2 separate regions of the Triticum aestivum genome follow, and region 2 is linked to region 1. Evidence: chromatin contacts called from public Hi-C data. All regions are on one chromosome and are shown on one strand. The core of a region is the stretch at or near the end of the contact, and the rest is flanking DNA. Distances in the headings are between cores, read along the strand shown. Region 1 holds the start of LOC123096842 (pentatricopeptide repeat-containing protein At1g09190). Region 2 holds the start of LOC123096845 (ATP-dependent DNA helicase Q-like 1).

Region 1 (4,596 bases), core at 1,270-3,769:
TCATTTTATAGAGTCATCTGTTGTTTAATGTCATAAAATATTGGTACATCTGTCATGACACACGGTCTTGGATTAACAGTTCCGTGCAGAAATCACAGGCACATCCGGATTTCTGTTAGTGTTTGTAATAATATTATCGGTAGTGAACAAAAGTAACATGGTAGTTACCCCGCAAAAAAAAACATGGTAGTTGGCCTTCGCAGCCTCGTAGGTGATGCTGTTCCCATACAGAGAATCATAATACATGGTGACACGGACTTGGTTGTGTAGTATATGTTTTTTTTTTGCGGGTGTGTAGTATATGTTATACGGCCTGCGAATCATACTGGTTGCTGCAAACAGCTATAGTGTGTGGTTTAAAGTAGTAACCGTTCAGGGGGACTGGATCCTTGCGATGAGCTCAGAAGAACCTATGCTGTATGCAGCTGTTGATTCACAGTAGCAACTTTGCTCATCTTGCGCAGATGATGATGAAGAGGCACAAGATCGAGAAGGATCTTGGCATCGGTGGTGAGGTGGGACGGTCAAGGAATGCCGAGTTAGCAAAGACAAACCCTGCACTCGCAGCGATGAACAAGAAGTTTGGGATGATCCACGGGCTGTCGTCCCTGGCAAACATCATGGCATTCGGCAGCCTGGCCATGCACTCATGGTACCTAGCGAGCAAGCTCGAGTTGTGACTGTTGAAAGTTAAGTGATGAGTCCATGTAATGACCTCTCTTCTCAGCTGGTGACAGGAGCTTATAGTCTAGGCTGTCTACAGCTAAAGAAAGAGTAGTGTGAAAACTTTGCATCTGATGTTGTGACTTGGGATAATAATGTACAGAGTGCAAGGAGTGTCTAGCTGTTTAATAATGTGCAGGAGCGCAGAAACTCCGCTAGAATCAGTTTATCTTTTACAGATGATGATCTGCGTATGAAACGGGTGTAAACTGAAATTGGCCACGAATGGTTGTAGATGGTGCAAGTATGATGCTCTGGTGCTATAGCAAATAACATTCCTTTGGAATTCGCAAAAAAAGGAAAAAAAAAACGATGGACACATCTCAGTAGCACACAACCAGGGGATGATGTAAACCGTGAACGACTGGCAATGGGCTCCGTTTAGATGGCACCTCTGCTTTTTCTCTTTTCTAATCCTTAATGCAAGCTTTAAAAAATAAATCATATCCCTCTATTTATATCCCTCCTAGCGAGCTCAAGAGAGGCTCAACGAAAAAACTATTACAAGATGGGCCCTCGGCCAAATTTCCTAATTCATGAGCAACGGAATAGCCTCTCTAGGACTTTGCGCAGATGAGGTATAAGAAAAGCTGCACGCGATGTGACAGCAATCATCAAAGATTGCAGCCGCTGGACCTACAGATTGTCGCTTCAGCAGATAGCACATCGTAATAGAAGTCAATTTCCCAATTCCTTGCATTTTCTAATCCTGCATCTAAGCTTGTGCGACGTACAGGCCAAATATGGAAGTAGGCCGAAGAGCCTGCCTGATTTAGCTTGCACGCACGGCCCATTTAAGATCACTCTCATCGTTCAGCAGATGCGCCCGGGACCTCCAATGTGACGCGCTCTGCGTCTAGTTGCTGTATATGCGGTCACGGGGATTCGAACACATGATCGACTGCCATACACGACGTGTTCCTACTAGCTGAGCTAGCAGTTATAGCTAATCAAATAGTAGCATCAAACATAAAAAAACCAAACACGGTGCACAGATCCGAATTAGTTTAGGAATTTTGAAAGCAATATTTTTTGAAAAAACGGAATGTTCTGTGAAATGCAAACACTTTCCAAATTGATGAACAAATTTTCTAAAAGCTATAACATTTTCGAAAAACAAGAGCATTTTTTGAAAATCATGAACAGTTTTTTTGAAATGGGAACATTTTTCCAAATTCCAAAACAAAATTTGGAAACGTGAACATATTTTGAAATTCATGAACAATTTTTTTAAACTTGTGAACAATTTTTGACACTAGAACATTTTTTGAAACTCCTGAAAAATTGAAAACATGAACACATTTTTTTAAAACAGGAATATTTATGAAAAAATGTAAAAAAATCAATTTTTTTTGTAAAACAAAAACAGTTTTTGAAATGCCTGAACAATTTTTTAAAACTGTTTCGAATTTATGAAAAAAATTAAACACGATTTTGTTTTTGAAATTTTAAACGTTTTGTAGAAAATGAACAAATTTTGAACTTTCCGAACAACTTTTGAAAAATGAACAGAAAACAGAAAAAGGGAAAAGAAAGAAGAAAAAGAACAGAAAAACGGAAAAGGGAAAAATAAAAACGAAAAAACCCCAAGAAGAAACAGGAAAACCGGTCAAAAAGAAAAAAAGGTTCAGGGAACCTTCTAGAAGGACCGGCTGGCTAGTTCTGATATAATGGGCCGGCCCATTGCTAGCGATTTATCGGCTGTGCGTGCGTCGACAGCTTGACGCAACGAGCGGCGCATAGGGTTTTCTGATGCGCCCCGCGCATTCTCAAATCCAATCGAAGCCATTCTTCATAAAAAACAAAACAAAAGATGCAACGGAAGCCGAATTGTCTCGCGCTCTTGCCGATGCCGTCCACCGCCGCCGCAAGCGAGCCCTCCCCGTCGTTCTCCCACGCCGTGACCACCCCCGACGGGTGGCACCCCCGCACAGCGGAGCGCCGCCTGCTCCATCTCCTGCACCATTCCTCCCGCGCCCGGCGACGCCCGCTCGAGCTCCTCGCCTTCGCCGTCCGCCATTGCCTGCATTCCTCCCCGCCCTCCCCGCACCACCACTTCCTCGCCGCGCTCCTCCTCCTCTCCTCCCCTCCGCCGCCGTCTCTCTCTCTCCTGAGCCTCCTCCCTCCCGAACCCCCGCCTCCCCTCGCACTCCTCAACGCCGCCCTCAAGTCCCTTTCCGCCCCCTCTCCGCCCCTCGCGTTCCGCCTCCTATCCTCCCTTCGCCGCCTCCATGCCCCCGATCGCCTGTCCTTTCTCCCGCTGCTTGGGTCCACCTCCTCGTTGCCGCTCCTCTCAGCCCTCCATGGCCTCCTCCTCCGCCTCGGCTTCCTCTCCCACCACGCCATCTCCCTCGCGCTCCTCAGGCCCTATCCTCTGCCCCACGCACGAATCCTGTTCGACGAAATGCCCCAGCAGAGAATGTGCACCATCGCCTACAACACACTCATCACCGCTTATGTGAAAGCCAAGGATATTTTCACCGCACGCCATCTGTTTGATGAAATGCAGCGGTTCAAGCGCTCCAGGAGAAGCATGGTTTCCTGGAATGCTATGATCGCAGGGTGTACTTGTTGTGGGAGGGACGACATGGCAGTGCGGTATTTCCAAGAGATGGTGAGGGAGGGCAAGGTGGCGCCAGATGATGGGACCCTTGCCGCGGTGCTGCCTGCTTGTGGGAGGACGGGGAATGCTGGTGCCGGGAGGTGGGCGCACGAGTATGCATGCAAGATGGGTATCTTAGACAGCTCGGTGCATGTTGCTAATGCGGTGGTAGATATGTATTGCAAGTGTGGCGATGTGAGCAGCGCAAGAGAGGTGTTCGAAGGGATGCAACAGCGGAGTGTGGTGAGCTGGAACACAATGATCTCTGGATTTTCATTGAATGGGCAAGGGATTAAGGGGGTTGAGCTGTTCCGGCAGATGGTGAGGTCCGGAGGGGAGCCTAATTCAGTGACTTTCCTGGGGGTGCTTGGTTGCTGTGCCCATGCTGGGGCAGTAGATACTGGGCAGGTGATCTTCCAGATTATGCAGTCAGAGCATGGGATTGAGCCGGGAATTGAACATTATGGATGTATGGTAGATTTACTTGGAAGGTCCGGCCTTCTCGAAGAGGCACATGCGCTGATTCAAGGGATGCCAATGAGCCCTAATTCTGCAATATGGGGATCACTTCTAAGCGCCTGTCATGCCCATGCTGGGCTCGGCATTGCCGAGGTGGCTCTCAAAGAGCTTATTAGTCTGGAACCTTGGAATTCAGGGAACTATATGCTGTTGGCCAATCTTTATGCGGAAACACAACGTTGGGAGGAGGCAGGTGATGTGAGGAAACTGATGAGGAGGATGAGTGTGCAAAAGGCACCAGGGCAGAGCCTAATTGAAGAACCAAGTTCAAGTTGACAAATGCATGCTCGCATTGTGAGTTAACTCTGGAAATACTCCTACAACAGAGAGGGGAAAACTGCAAAGTGGACTATGCATTGACCAATCTTATCAAGAGATCACATAGTGGTATTACAGGTAATCACTTCAACTGTCTATTATTTCATATAGACTTATACCCAATATGGAATTCGTTTTTATGGTCAGTTCAAGAGCAATATAGGCACTAGACACCTGATTTCATTCGATACATATGTGTTATTCATGTCCTGCTGTGAATAAATGTCTTGCTAAAAATTGGAGACCCTACAATATTGCTGACAAGAACGAAGATATGTGAGTAATGCCTTCTGTCCTGGAGACTGGTTCACCATAGTTATTCTATATTTGAAATAGTATACATGTAGTTTGCAATTATAAGCGGTGATAATGGTGGGTAGTAGTAGTACATTTTTTAAAATTTATATTCTGAACATTTTGTAAGGTGAAATCAC
Region 2 (4,863 bases), core at 1,548-4,047, 570 kb after region 1:
GCACACCATCACCATGGATGCAGTAAAGAAAAAGAAGCGACACGACGCAGCAACTAGCAAGTGCAACCATACGTAGTACTAAAGGACAGGTCAGCAGACGCACGTGAGGACTTGTGTGGTGTTCATTGCGCAACAACCATCAACAGTACAAACCAGCTCAACACGCCTTGCCTTGGATCCTTTCCCTTCTTTCTGCTCCCAGCTTCCCCCTCTATACTTTATATTTTGATTATATTTTTTCTTTCTGGCTGGAGTAATTTTATTTTTGGGCTTCACAGAACCGAGTTTGTATACATTTTCCCTGGTTATTGATAATAAAACGGGAAAACTTGATACTAATACCGGATTTTACTAGCGCAACTGATCGATTCGTCCTAGTATAAAAACCATCAGCCTTTGTGAACTTGCCAAATTTTTTATTTTGAGCGGTGTGAACTTGGCCAAATGGGTTTTTGTTTTGCCACCTCCTTTTGGACCCAACTTTTTATAATCTCAGAGCCCAGATCACGGACTAGCCCAGCTGAAGATATCAAACTAATTTCGGGCGCCCTTATGTCTCGGGGGATGCGCTCGCGGGGCGAGCCCCAGACGGGCCGGCCCAGCCGCGCACTCGCCACCGCCTGATTTTTTTTTCTGTTTTTCTGTTCTTATTTCTTTTAGTTTTGTACTTTTCTTTATACTTCAAAATATTCTACCTATATCTATATGTATGTATATATATTTTATAAAAACAGTTTCAAAACACACATTTGGAAAAAATGTTGAATAAGTATTAAAAATGTTGAACAAAATTTAAAAAATGTTCAGAAAGTGTTTGAAAATGTTGAATAACTATTAAAAATATTGAATAGGTATTAAATTTTTTTGAACGAGTATACGAAAAATGTTGAACAAGAAATTGAAAAATGTTAAACAAGTATTTGGAAGTATGAATAAGTATTAAAAATGTTGAACAAGTATTTGAAAAATGTTGAATAAATATTAAAAACTGTTGAACAAGAATTTTAAAAATATTGAGCAAGTGTTTGAAATGTTGAATAATTATTAAAAATATTGAGCAAGTATTTGAAAAATATTGAATAGATATTAAAAAATATTGAACGAGTATATAAAAAATATTGAACAAGTATTTGAAAATGTGAATAAGTATTAAAAATGTTGAACAAATATTTGAAAAAATGTTGACTAACTATTAAAATGTTGAACAAGTATTTAAAAAAATATCAAAATAACGTCTGGACAATGTTGAACGTGTATACAACAAGTGTTGATCACTTGTTAATTTTTTTGACATGTACAAAAAAAGAAAAAACCCGAAGAAAGCATTGAAAACCAAAGAAACAAATGAAAAAAGAATAAAAAATAAAAAAGGAGAAGAAAAAGGAAAAAGAGCAAAAAAGCGAAAAAAAAGAAAACCCCAATAGCACAGAAGAATATGAAGAAAGAAAAGAAAGAAGGGGAAAAAGAAAAACAGAAAATACAGAAAAACCTGAAAAACCAATGAAAACCGGCTCTTTATGCCTCGAGTAGGGCGCGCCCAGTACTTTAACTCTAACTCGGCGTGAGCCTAGTGGCTAGGAGCTCCGTGCAACACGCTGTAGACCGAATCCCAGGATTGCCCATTTTCCTTGCGTTTTTCTTGGCCGCTGCTAGGTGTCAGCCGATTTATTTTAGGCAAACTTAAACCGTCTCTAGAATCGTCCGATTCAGTCGCACCCAGCCGCAGGATCCGGCAGCTCCCATGCCAGCACACACACAGCGCTAGCCCACGGCAGCACCGCGCATCACCGATGGCGCCCCCGCGGCGCTCCATTGCAGCCTCGGCGGCGCTTTGATGCAACCCCGGCGAAGCTTCAATGCCAGCACTGACGGCCTCCGGTGAGCTCCATTGCAACCCGACGGAGCTCCAGCGCAGCAACGACGCTCCGGCGAAGCTTCAATGCCAGCACTGACGGCCTCCGGTGAGCTCCATTGCAACCCGACGGAGCTCCAGCGCAGCAACGACGCTCCGGCGAAGCTCCATTGAAACTCCGGCAGAGCTCCAGTGCAGCACCGACGGCGTCCGACGTAGCTCCATTGCAACTCCGGCGAAGCTCCAATGCAGCGCCGGCCGTGCTTCCGGCGGCCCGGCGTTGTTCCATTGCAACACCAACGGTGCTCCCAACAAGCTCCAAGCAACATCACCGGAGTTGCACCCCCCCGGTAACATCGCCGGAGTTTGCAGCGCCCCCCGTCGGCCACTCTCCGCGGTCACCGTCGCAGCGCGACGCGCTCCATTGCAGCTCAGGGAGCCACGCACGTTGCTTAAACCGCAGCTCCGAAGGCCATGTGCAGATGCGCCCCGTTGCAGCAGCAATAGCTCCGACGGCCATGACGGGCGGTGGCACGCGTCGAAGTTTCCCTCGATACATGACAGCAGCAGTCGTCGCAGCAGAGCATCGTCGCCTGCAGCAGCAACGCTCCGTCGCTCCGGTGGTGAGAGGGAGCAGGAAGAGAAGGGAGCTCTGTGCAGAGAGTAGAGCAAATCACGGTCATGGAGTGGCAAACATGAGAGAGCGATAGAGAGAGGAGGGATCCGTAGGAGGGGATGCACTGGCGTGAAGAAGACGACCCGAGCGAGAAAAATGTGTGGCTATGGCTTCCCCTGCGTGGGATAAGGCCGAGATGGGGAGCGGCACGCTGGGCCCAGCCAGGACGCGTGTCAATCGCTGGACGAGGCTTACGTCTCGTTGTAATCATCCGGTTTAAAACAATGGTTTTCCGTTTTTCTTTCACTGCGCGCGCGTAACGGGCCGGCCCGACAATGTAGTCGCTTAATGCGAGAAATAGACGCCGCGACCAATTTCTGCCAAAAATTATTCTCAAAAAAAATTCTGCCAAAAATTAAGCCAAAGGAGACGGCGCGCGCCCGCACCCGCAGGCCGCAGCTCTTTCCCGCGTCCCCCCCCTCACCGACGTTAGGGTTTCGATCCGTGCCGGCGTCCGCGGGAGGCGGAGGCGTGCTTGCCAGCCGGAGATGGAGGAGCCTCACTGGGAGAGGGAGCGTCTCCTGGACCTGGCCGTCGACTACGGCTTCGACCGCGACTTCGCCGTAGCCGCCCTCTCCCGCCTCGTCCACCTCTACGGTACGGCCGCCTTACGCCCACCTCCCCCCCTCCCCGCGTGCTCTAACGGCGGATTGGCTGCGGCTGGTTTTGTTTTCATGGGACGAGCTCCTGATTTGATTGAAACGAGGAGTTAAAATGTAGTAGGAATTGTAGGGGAGAGACGCCCGGCCCAATTAAGACCATTTCATTTTGGGGGTGGTTTGCTTGGGTGTGCTGCTAGGATCAATGCCGCTTATGCATTATGAACACATCAGCTTGTTATTTGCGCATGAAAAACTTGGTTCATGATAGAGAGAGGACCAGTTATCATGAATTATGGAAAATGTATTACCTGTTCTATTGGTTTCGCACGTGTTGACAGTACTGCATTTTGATCACAATGAGCAGTCATTTTGAGTATTTGGGTAGGTAGGTTTGCGATATGGAAGGTGTTGAATCAAATCATTTCTTCTTAAGTGTACATATATGTTCTGTTTTGACCATTTTAGTGAGCCAGTGTTTGGGTGTTTTTTCTCCCTGTCAAGAAATTGGTGTACTTCTCCTAATAGAATGAGCAAAGGTCCTGGCCTGCATTCGACAGAATAAAGATATGTTTGGTACTCCTGCCCATCTTCACAACATAATTCAGTGAAACCTGCTCAGTATGCTGACTTAGACGTTTAGTTTTCGGCAGCATTTTATATTGAATTATCAAGTGACTAGTGCTGAGGTTTCTGATGCTTTTGGATAAACTGTACCATCCATAGTTAACACATTATGCTTTGCTTTTGCTTCAGTGTAGTTTTGGGTTCACATCTTGCTGGTTGATACTATGTATGGGCGATAATTTATTGTTCTGGCACAGGAGAGGATGGCCAAGATTTCATTACTGTGGAGAACTGTGGCGATGATTTTATTGCTGCATTGGCTGATGCAACACAACTTACTGATGACTGGGATGATCTGAATGCAATAGAGACTGAAGCTTGTGGCAATTTGAATGAAATGATGAGGAAGGGTGTAAATGATGAAAAAGGAGGAGTTGTTCTGGATACCCCTTTGTTCAAAAGGGCAGACTCCTCCAGTCAACATAATCCGAAAGGTTTAAAAACATCGAGCTTTTCCTCTGATGATTCAGATTTTGACATATTTGATGAAACAAACACCCACCGTGATAATAACGTGGGTACCCAGAAGAAGCCACAAACAAGAAACTCTAAAGCTCAGACAAGAAGCTCAACAAAATCTACTGTAAGCCAACTCCTGATTTCTCCCATTACTGGTCTTTTCCATCTCCATTTCTATTGTGCACATGATGGATATGTACTTGTGAAAATACTGTAACATAAGTTGACTGAGCCTGCACACATATGGATACAGTAAACATACTATTATTATCTCCACAAAAGTAGAGAGAGTTTTGCTTTTCCAACCCTGCTGCTAATCTTATAGGCATTGTTCTTTGTGTTTCGAAATTATGTTTTGAAGGTGAACAAAGGAACCAAGAGATATGAATCAACAACTCCAACTTCAAATAGAGAGGGACAGCCAAATGCATGTCTTTTGAAGAGAGAAATTTTGAGTTATGAGCAGCTTTCTTCTCTAGATGACATCAATTTGGCCAATGCTGTCATCTTTGGCAACAAAAGTTTTAGGCCCCTGCAGTATGAAGCTTGTAGTGCTGCACTGGACAATAAAGACTGTTTTATACTTATGCCAACAGGTGGTGGCAAAAGCTTGTGTTATCAGGTAACTAAATTCTGCCTTGTTCAGCATT

The links. Hi-C and Micro-C count contacts between places; a contact is called where the count stands out from the background.
Region 2: a Hi-C map of leaf shows a contact between it and region 1, with 4 times the contacts expected there. The contact joins the promoter of LOC123096845 here to the promoter of LOC123096842 in region 1. A contact is called at or near these places in 3 of 5 Hi-C or Micro-C datasets (leaf and root).

What each region holds. Positions count from the first base shown.
Region 1 is chr4D:132,609,257-132,613,852 of IWGSC CS RefSeq v2.1, forward strand. It overlaps LOC123096842 (pentatricopeptide repeat-containing protein At1g09190), which reads left to right and starts at 2,520. Exons shown (of 2, transcript XM_044518614.1): 1 at 2,520-4,240. The coding sequence starts at 2,537. The coding sequence ends at 4,120. LOC123096841 (transmembrane protein 205) reads left to right here. Exons shown (of 3, transcript XM_044518612.1): 3 at 465-901. The coding sequence ends at 680.
Region 2 is chr4D:133,176,636-133,181,498 of IWGSC CS RefSeq v2.1, forward strand. LOC123096845 (ATP-dependent DNA helicase Q-like 1) reads left to right here and starts at 2,798. Exons shown (of 10, transcript XM_044518616.1): 1 at 2,798-3,125; 2 at 3,952-4,337; 3 at 4,575-4,835. The coding sequence starts at 3,017.